3 separate regions of the Mus musculus genome follow, and regions 1 and 2 are each linked to region 3. Evidence: chromatin contacts called from public ChIA-PET and promoter capture Hi-C data. All regions are on one chromosome and are shown on one strand. The core of a region is the stretch at or near the end of the contact, and the rest is flanking DNA. Distances in the headings are between cores, read along the strand shown.

Evidence for each region. ChIA-PET counts read pairs in DNA pulled down with a chosen protein or histone mark. Capture Hi-C pulls out chosen DNA fragments and counts their contacts.
Region 1: a contact with region 3 is called in an RNA polymerase II ChIA-PET map of effector CD8 T cells, with 259 read pairs. The contact joins the promoter of Rab14 here to the promoter of Phf19 in region 3. A contact is called at or near these places in 11 of 39 promoter capture datasets (the C10 cell line, cranial neural crest, embryonic stem cells and 6 more), 5 of 484 Hi-C or Micro-C datasets (B cells, LSK cells, embryonic stem cells and 1 more), 4 of 115 datasets of contacts at active chromatin or transcription factors (astrocytes, bone marrow-derived macrophages, effector CD8 T cells and 1 more) and 3 of 9 other capture datasets (adipose tissue, liver and pancreatic islet).
Region 2: a promoter capture Hi-C map of liver shows a contact between it and region 3. The contact joins the promoter of 4930402F06Rik here to the promoter of Phf19 in region 3. A contact is called at or near these places in 1 of 39 promoter capture datasets (embryonic stem cells) and 1 of 9 other capture datasets (liver).

The regions. Positions count from the first base shown.
Region 1 is chr2:35,199,809-35,202,508 of GRCm38.p6, reverse strand. Rab14 (RAB14, member RAS oncogene family) reads left to right here and starts at 1,389. Exons shown (of 8, transcript NM_026697.4): 1 at 1,389-1,749.
Region 2 is chr2:35,395,893-35,398,592 of GRCm38.p6, reverse strand. It overlaps 4930402F06Rik (RIKEN cDNA 4930402F06 gene), which reads left to right and starts at 1,419. Exons shown (of 6, transcript NM_001080709.2): 1 at 1,419-1,687.
Region 3 is chr2:34,912,726-34,915,425 of GRCm38.p6, reverse strand. It overlaps Phf19 (PHD finger protein 19), which reads left to right and starts at 1,450. Exons shown (of 15, transcript NM_028716.4): 1 at 1,450-1,485.

The DNA of each region.
Region 1 (2,700 bases), core at 140-2,639, 290 kb before region 3:
GCTTATCAAATAATAATAGTCCCCATTCAAGGTATTATATGCCAGGAATTTTGTATGCATTGTCTATTTAATTTTAACAAGAAAGATAGGAATTAGATATCACATCCTTACTTTGGAGAAAAGTCTGAGGACCTGAGAAAGTAAATGACATGTATAAAACTGTTGTCTGTATCATGTATTTATCAAAACAAGAGATTTTCAAACTGCTATGTATTTTTCTAATGACATCTCACTTTCCTAAGGCAGAACCAGTTTACAACGAAAGGTTTTAAACGCTTAGAATTGCGACTTTTCTTTGGGGGTTCTGGAAAGGGCCATTTTATCCACTAGGCATGGTAGGGATAATGGTTACAGTCCATAGTCCCTTCAGAGACACACAAGATATGTACCAAATCCTTTAAAATCATGGGGGGAAACCTGGGTGTGATGGTGCATGTCTTTAACCATAACACGGGAATACAGAGACTGGCAAATCTCTGCAAGTTAGAGGCCACCCTGATTCACATAGTGAGTTCCAGGGGAACCAGAAGTACATACTGAAATCCTGTATTGAACCCCACTCCACTCCTCAAAAAAAATCAGGAGAAAAAAGGTCAACTTCTATGCTGAAAAAAAAAATTGCTTTGCTTTGCGTTATTAACATATCCATCCTTGTGGCAATGTAATTGTAAAATATAAATTAAACGTAAATGTAAGATAAATAACGTAAATGTCAAATAAATAATAAGATAAAAAAAGGAAATGTAAGATAAACGTAAATGTAAGATAAGTAAATCCACATCCAGGTTCTACAAGGCAAAAAGACGAAAGACCAAGAAAGTGAAACTGTTGCTTTCACCAAGGTGTCTTGGGAAGGTGGGAGTGGGAAGTGTCTTGGGAAGGTGGGAGTAAAAATGTCAAGTTTCCCTCTTCCTGTTGCTGGTGTCCGCAAAGCAAGGTTAAGCTAGACAAAGATGAAACACAAGAAAGGGCCACCTCCTAGCTACATGATTATACAAATGGGTTGGTCAATGTGAACCACCCTTTTGCCTCTGATGGCACGAGAAGCGTCTCTGGGTGTTGGCCAGCCTTGTTCCTACTAGTCTCCAATTGGTCTGTAAATGTTGAATAAATGCAGTAAATACGTGTGTGTTCCAGAAGCCGGTATACAGAGGCGGCCCAGTGATAAGCAGTTACGCGTATTAAAAATAGTTAGGTCTCTAACGGCGACAATTCTGGACAGACACTGTCAACCCTTAGAAAACAGCGTGCGAACCTGCGCAGTAACTCCGCCGGGAGGCGTGGCACACGACTACGCTTGCGCAGGCTCCTTTCCCCGCCTCCTTCAGGCGTGAGGACCAGTGGGGGCGGGCCGAGGCCGAGGCGGGTCTACTCCGGAGGGGCGAACTGACGAAGGGGCGTGGCCGTCAGGTTAGTCTCCACCACCCTCTTCCGGGCTCCGCTGGCTGCGCGCGCATCCTCCCCCCTTCTTTTGTGGTCCGGCCCATTGCGAGGGTGACAGGAAACCCTGTGCAGGGAGCGCCGCCATCTTGGGCCAGCCCGAGGAAGATCCTGAGGGAGCCGCAGGAGCAGCCGCCGCCGCCACCGCGACTGCCACCCGAGTGTCTGCAACCTCCGGCCAGCCCGCCTACCTGCCAGGGCCTCGGCTGACGGATTCCGGCCTCCCTCCCGCCGCGTCCGCCCTCCGCTTCCTCGTCCTGACGTCCCCCTCCCGTCCGGAAAGCTGCCCAGCCACCAGCAACCCCCCAGGTAACCAAGGCCTTCCGCAGGGGCCGCCGGAGCCAGCCTCCCAGCCCGGCCCTTCCAAGGGGCGGAGGCGAGCCGAGAGGTAGGCGGGCGGCGTCCCGGGCTGGGCCCCGCAGGCCGCGGCCAGCCCGGGGGTCGGCGGAGGGCGCCGGCCTGACAGGACTCCGCGGGGCGAGCTGTCGCCCGCGCCGTCCCGGGCGGCTCGCGCTCCCTGCCCGCAGCCGGGCTCCGAGGCGTGCAGGGAGGGTGTGTTCCCACCTCATCCGTCCGACCTGCGGGGCACAGCCGCGGCCTCCGCAGGCCCGAGTCTCGCCGCCTTTGCCCGCGGCTGTAGAACACCCCCGCAGTGTTGCCCCACGCGTGGCGCGCCGGCCTGCCACCCACGAGCCCCCAGCCGTGGCAGTCCCACCCTACAGGGCCTCAACAAAAGGCAGCGCTTCGGCGTCTCGGGCTGGCTCCCGTGTCCTTGTAAGCCACCGCTCTGTCGTCCCGGCTGAGGATTGGGCGTGTGGGACTGTGCGCGAGGTTCTCCGAATCCCTGTAAAGTCCCTGGCCAGCCTGCACTGGTTGGAACCTAGACAGCATCTAGAAAGAACGAAGGGAAAAAGTTTGGGCATCTCGAGAATTTGAGAAAAGACGATGGAACGGGAACGCTAAAACTCCAGTGTGTGCCAGACACGGGTTTAGGTGTCTTCACACATAGCTTGCTTGCTTCGAGTGCCTTTTGAGAGTTTTCCGCATTTTTTTAATAAGGGGCGAGGGACGGACCGAAGCCAGAAGTTGTCCTGTAGCTGAGTAATGATGGAACACAAATGATGGCTTCTCCCTATCCTGGCTGGTATGTTTTGTACTACAGTACATTCCACGAGGGCTGAGATACACAATACTGGATCGGTTCAGAGAGGAGACAACTGAATTCCATTTTCTCTCCATTCACACTGGGTGAGAACTGAT
Region 2 (2,700 bases), core at 170-2,669, 480 kb before region 3:
CAAGCTGCAGGTCATGGTCTGCAGTCTTCACAACAGCAGCCCTGGAGTTCCAGTGGCATGCCCTCACACCTAGACAGTTTATGGGCGTTCTCTGGGATCAGATTAGTGTTCACGTGGCAGACACATTATCAGCTGAGCCATCTTTCCAGCCTAGGCATGCTCCCCACTCCCTCCCAGTGTAACAGACATCGGGCTTGTCTACAAGGGAGTTGCTAGGTTGGGTGGACAGAGGTAACAAGGCTCATTCTAACTGGATGGCACCAGTCAATGTGGGGTCCCAGACTGAATACAAAGGAGAAGGCAGGCAGAGCATCAGCATCTCTCTGCTTCTCGACTGGAGATGGGACCAGCTCTCTCACATCCCTGCTACTAGCATTTCCATCTGTGGTCCAGCAGACAGAACCTTTTCCCTGTGGTTCACAAGCTGCGACCTCGGGGTTTCAGCTTGGGTTCAGGTTGAGGCTCTATGCCAGTGCCATGGCCAACAGGGTTCCGTGCTGCTCGCAGGGCAGTAAGTCCTGGCCTCCTTGTCTCCCCACAGCAGCACATCAGCGGCTCTCAGCTCACATCTCCCTTCCAGCCCTCGCAGCCACTTGGCAATGACAGTGGCTGCATTTGCATTTTTTTTTTTTTTTTTTTTTTTGCTTGTCCTAACTGGATCGTGAGTGTGGGTGCTACTGGCATGTAGTGGGTGGATACAAGGGCACTGCTAAGTGATTCACACTTGCACAGGGTGGCAAACTTCACCCCATCTCAAGAAATGTCATTCGTGGCAATCTTGGAGCGGCTGGAATTACACTCTTTCAGAGTTCACTAACAGATTTATCTGTTTGCCTGTGTGGGAAACTCTAAAGCTCCACTTCCTCCCTAGAAACCAGAGCTAAGACAAAGCAGTTCCCTCTCGTGGACACCAGGGGGCAGGAGTTCCAAAGAGAACCAGTTTCTGGAGTGATGAAAACATTCTTTTTGGTGCTATTAAAGGCAGCGTCATTTGTATAAATGCTATTGATCCTTCATATAAATGGAACTAGCTCTATAGCTTAGTGGTGCTGTAGGTGTACTGTGCAGTTTATCAAATAAACAGGTAGAAATCAACCCTACATATACCACAGTTAATAAAGAAGGCATAAGGGAAGTAGGAGGGAATCTTAACGCTGACTTAGAGGAGAGACACATTGCTTATGTGCGCCAAGGGTGCTACTGTTTGTAGGTGTGGTATGGTTGAGATGTGGTTCTCCCCGTGGAGTTCACACTGAGGTTTGGTTCCAGTGGATAGTGCTGTGTTAGGCATTGACTAGGGATTAATGCTTTTCTATGAGTGAGCTGTCGCTCTGGAGATGGGCTTCTGTGACATGGTTGTTAGCAAGCCTGGCAGCTCCCCTCCACCACTCAAACCCATGCTCCGCTCCACACAGTGCCTCTGGCTGACTGCCACATGGTTTTCAACAGAAACTGAATGGATTCTGGGACATCTGGAGCTGGAGGAACATTTTTTTTTCTTTTTGTAAAGCACCCAGCTTCGGTATTTTGGTGGTAGCAACACAACACACACCAAGAAGTGATCTGGAATTCAGTGGCCCTTGCTTCAACTGCTCTATCAAGGGGAGCTATAGCCTTCAACAACCTGTCCCACCCCTCTCTGGGCTACTCAACTTTATAGGTGACACTGGTCATCAGCATCCATTGGGTAAGAAAGCATCCCAGTAGCGGCGACCACTTGACGACCTCCTCCAGGGTTTCTTGGGCAGCTTACTGCTTTGTATATTTATCAGGTGGACAGGAGACAGTCGGACACTCCCTGTGGTGGAACACCGTCTCCAGAATCCACAGGCAGCCCAACGGAGTTTTTGTCTTTCTTAGTGGCAAGGGACACAACATTTATTCACAATTTACAATTGGCTGCATCTTGGAATTTCCTGGATTGAGAATATTCACATCTGGATCCCATCCAAAGATTGCTGCTGTTCAGTTGTCTTGGTGTAGGCTTGACATCGGGGGTTTTAAAACTTTCCTGTGGGACTGTTAGTCTTGGGACCTTGGAAATGACTGCCATTAGAACAATTTGCTTTTTGTGCATGGCTTTTATTTTGATGTTGTCTTTTTTGGTTTGGGTTTTGGGTTTTTTGTTGTTGTTGTTGTTGTTGTTTCTGTTTCTGTTTTGTTTTGTTTTGGTTTTGGTTTGGCATTTGTTAAAGTTCTTAAATTTCTCTATTAATCATTTTCTTCTAAATTGAATTTGGAAATTTTGGGTTAAATTTGATTTCTGCTCCATTTTCTGCTTTATTAAATTTGTTATATCTTATTTGTGTGGAGGTCCCCTTTAGAGGTCATAGGACAACTTGAGGGAATCAGTTCTGTTGTTTTACTATGTAGGTCTCAGTGACTGAACTCAGGTCCTCAGACTTAGCAGCAAGCACCCTCACTCACTGAGCCATCTTGCTGGCCCATTCCACTTTATCTATGAAACCAGATATATACACATGATAAACATTTTTTAAAAAGATTTATTCATTTATGTATATAAGTGATGCATTTGCATGTGTGTGTACATGACAGAGAGAACATCAGATCTTATTACAAATGTTTGTGAGACATCTTGTTGCTGCTGGAATTGAATTCAGGACCTCTGGAAGAACAGCTAGTGTTTCTTAACTGCCGAGCCATCTCTCCAATCCCAGCTAGACTTCTTTTTTTTTTTAA
Region 3 (2,700 bases), core at 201-2,700:
TCTAACCTTCCCAACAGCTGGACAACTAAAGTGACACACTCAATCTCACATCCAGGAATAGGTGGCGCCAGCCTGTGAGTTACAAAGCCAGGCTTGCTCTGTTGTCTCTGTCCCTGGAATCCTAAAGGTGCCTCTGGCCAGCCTAGAGGCTCATGACAGAGCTTCCTGTACAGAGAAGGGTTATCTCTGCAGAAAGTGGTGTGCAGCTATGCCTTCCTGGGCTGGAAGAGCCTGTCTGGTGGGGCTGCTACCAACTTCCTTTCCAGGCTCAGCCAGATTCTGCTGTGGGTCAAATCCTCAGGAGGAGCAGTAAGACCCAGAAGTAAAGGGGAATGTGGGCATGTGGAAGAGGACTCCTGTATCTCAAACTGAGGGGGCAGACAGGAGCTGCAGGCCAGACTGCCCACACCCCAGGGAGCAGAGGGCCAATGTGAACCCTGAAAAATGAACAGGGAAGGCTCTAGGAGGAAAGAGCACACCAGGAATGCACTCATCCCAGCAGGGTGTGTCTGCAGGGAGCCATTCGAGCAGGTGCAGTGGGCAGTCCAGATTGAAAGCAGGGATGCAGGTAGGGGGTGTTGACCGACACTATCTCAAGCTCTGGCGCCAAGAGTGCGTCTGGTTCAGGACACTCTGGTTTTTTTCTCCTGGAGGGAGATCTTATCTGATTGGAGCCCTATCCACAAGATCTGTCTTAAGCTTGCCCTTTTCATATTTGCCGTGTTTGTGCACATGGTCTGTGTGACTATCTCTTTTACACTGTTAACTCTACAGTGCGTGACTGGCATACTCGAGTGGGTCTTGTGGTCACTGTGTCGGGGCTCTATGTTGCTGACTTGTGTATGCCTTGCACGTGGTTTCGCGGGAGTCTATGCTGAGGGCAGTGTCATTTGAGTGTTGTGACTTATGGCACACATATATATGTGGTGTGTGTCCTGTGTCTGATTCTCTTAGGCTTTTCCTGGTCTCCAAGGAGTAGTGTGGAATGTTGGTTCTGTAAGATCAAGGTGCTGGGAGACCAACCCGGGTCGTGAAGGGTCTGGGTGTAGTAGCTGTGTGCGTGTGGTGTGCGTACGCTCGCCCAGCCGTGGTTCTGTACAGCTGTGTTTCCGCGTGTGCCCGCTGGACTCGCTGCGCGGGGGCGGCCCCGGGAGACGCTGCGGGGCCCCGCCAGCCGCGGGCTCCAATGGCAAAGCCGGTGCGGCCCCTGCTAATTACATAAGCGGGGACGTCAATAATTCGCGGGAAAACGCGAAAAAGATGGCGCCCCGCGCCCGGGGGGCCCCTTCCTGAGCTCACCGGCCCCTCCCTCCCCGCGTCCCCTCCTCCCCGCGGCGCCCCCGCCCCGCCCCGCCCCCGCCGAGACCCCTACCCCGGCCCCAGGGGCGGACACTCGGCCAGGCAGCCCTGGGCCGAGCGCACCGCCGCCGCCGATGTGCCTGGTGGCCAGACTCCAAGTGGGACCGGCTGACGCGCTGCCTCGCGGTAAGTCCCGCGCTGCGGGCGCCCCGGGAGTGTCCGCGTTTCACGCTTTAATCCCTGCACACGACCCCTCTCCTAGAAACCTAGATTGAGCCCTAGGATCCCCGGGCGGGGGCTGGAGGCTGCGCGCTTGTGGGATGGGGATAGAGATGGAGCCCGAGCGGTACCCTCAGGGCAGCGGGAGTCCCAGCCACAATCCCAACGCTGGCCAGGGTGTGGGTGACAGGTCTCCGTTTGTGGCCGTGTGCCTTTTCTTTTCCATTTAAAGCTATGGAGAGGAGGATAGGCAGGACATTTGGGATTTTGCTCACGTCCAAAGTAAGGCACGATCGGCTGGGAGCGGGAGAAAGTTTGCAATTAGAGCAACTGAGGAAAGGAGTGCCTGAAGCTGAAGGGGACACTTTCTGCAAGCTATCCTCCCCCCTGAACACCCTTTTAAAAAGCCAACGGCCGCCCTGGAGAGGCCTCGGCGCATGAATCATGCGCGCTTCCTGCCCCCGCCCGGCCCCGCGCGCCCAGTGCCGCGGATTTGAACTGGACTCCGACGGGAACCCGCAAACAAGCATTTCTGTGCCGATGGGTTTGAATCAGCCAATCACAGCCCTCGGGGGCCCTCTCCAGGAGGATGGAGGCGGGATGGGGGGGCCACCACCCGGGGGCCCAGCACGGCCTCGGGGGCGCAGCGACCCGGCTTGCCCCCAAAAGCTCAGTGGGGGAGGAAATGTCAGTTTGTGAACCTGCTGAGGCCGGCCGGCCCTGCGGTACTCCAGGCCCAAGCAAGCAGGGACCTCCCAGCTCCCAAAGAGCCAAGTGCCAGGGAAGAGGGCAAAAGTTCTGACTACAGCCCACACCTGGTGCTTGTGCCTCTGCCCTGGAATAAAAGACAGGAGGGAGAGAAGGCAAGAGGAGCTTTACTCCCATCATCGGGAGACCCAAGACCCTGACTATGCCCTGCCGCCCCAGGCCCCTCATATGTCCACGTGTATTTAGTTTTACGTATAGGACTAGCACATTGCCAGACTAACCTTCTCTGAAGAGGCACTCACATGGAAACACACCCAGAGCTGTCTTCTTGTGGGCTGGCAGGGCACCAGGTGCCCAACACCTAGGCAGAGGGAGAGACCCTGAGCAGGAGCGCCCCCACCATCCCCACACACGGCAAGCTGTGTTTGACCTTAGAGTGTATGTATGTGGAGGAATGTGATGCCAGGTGAGCCC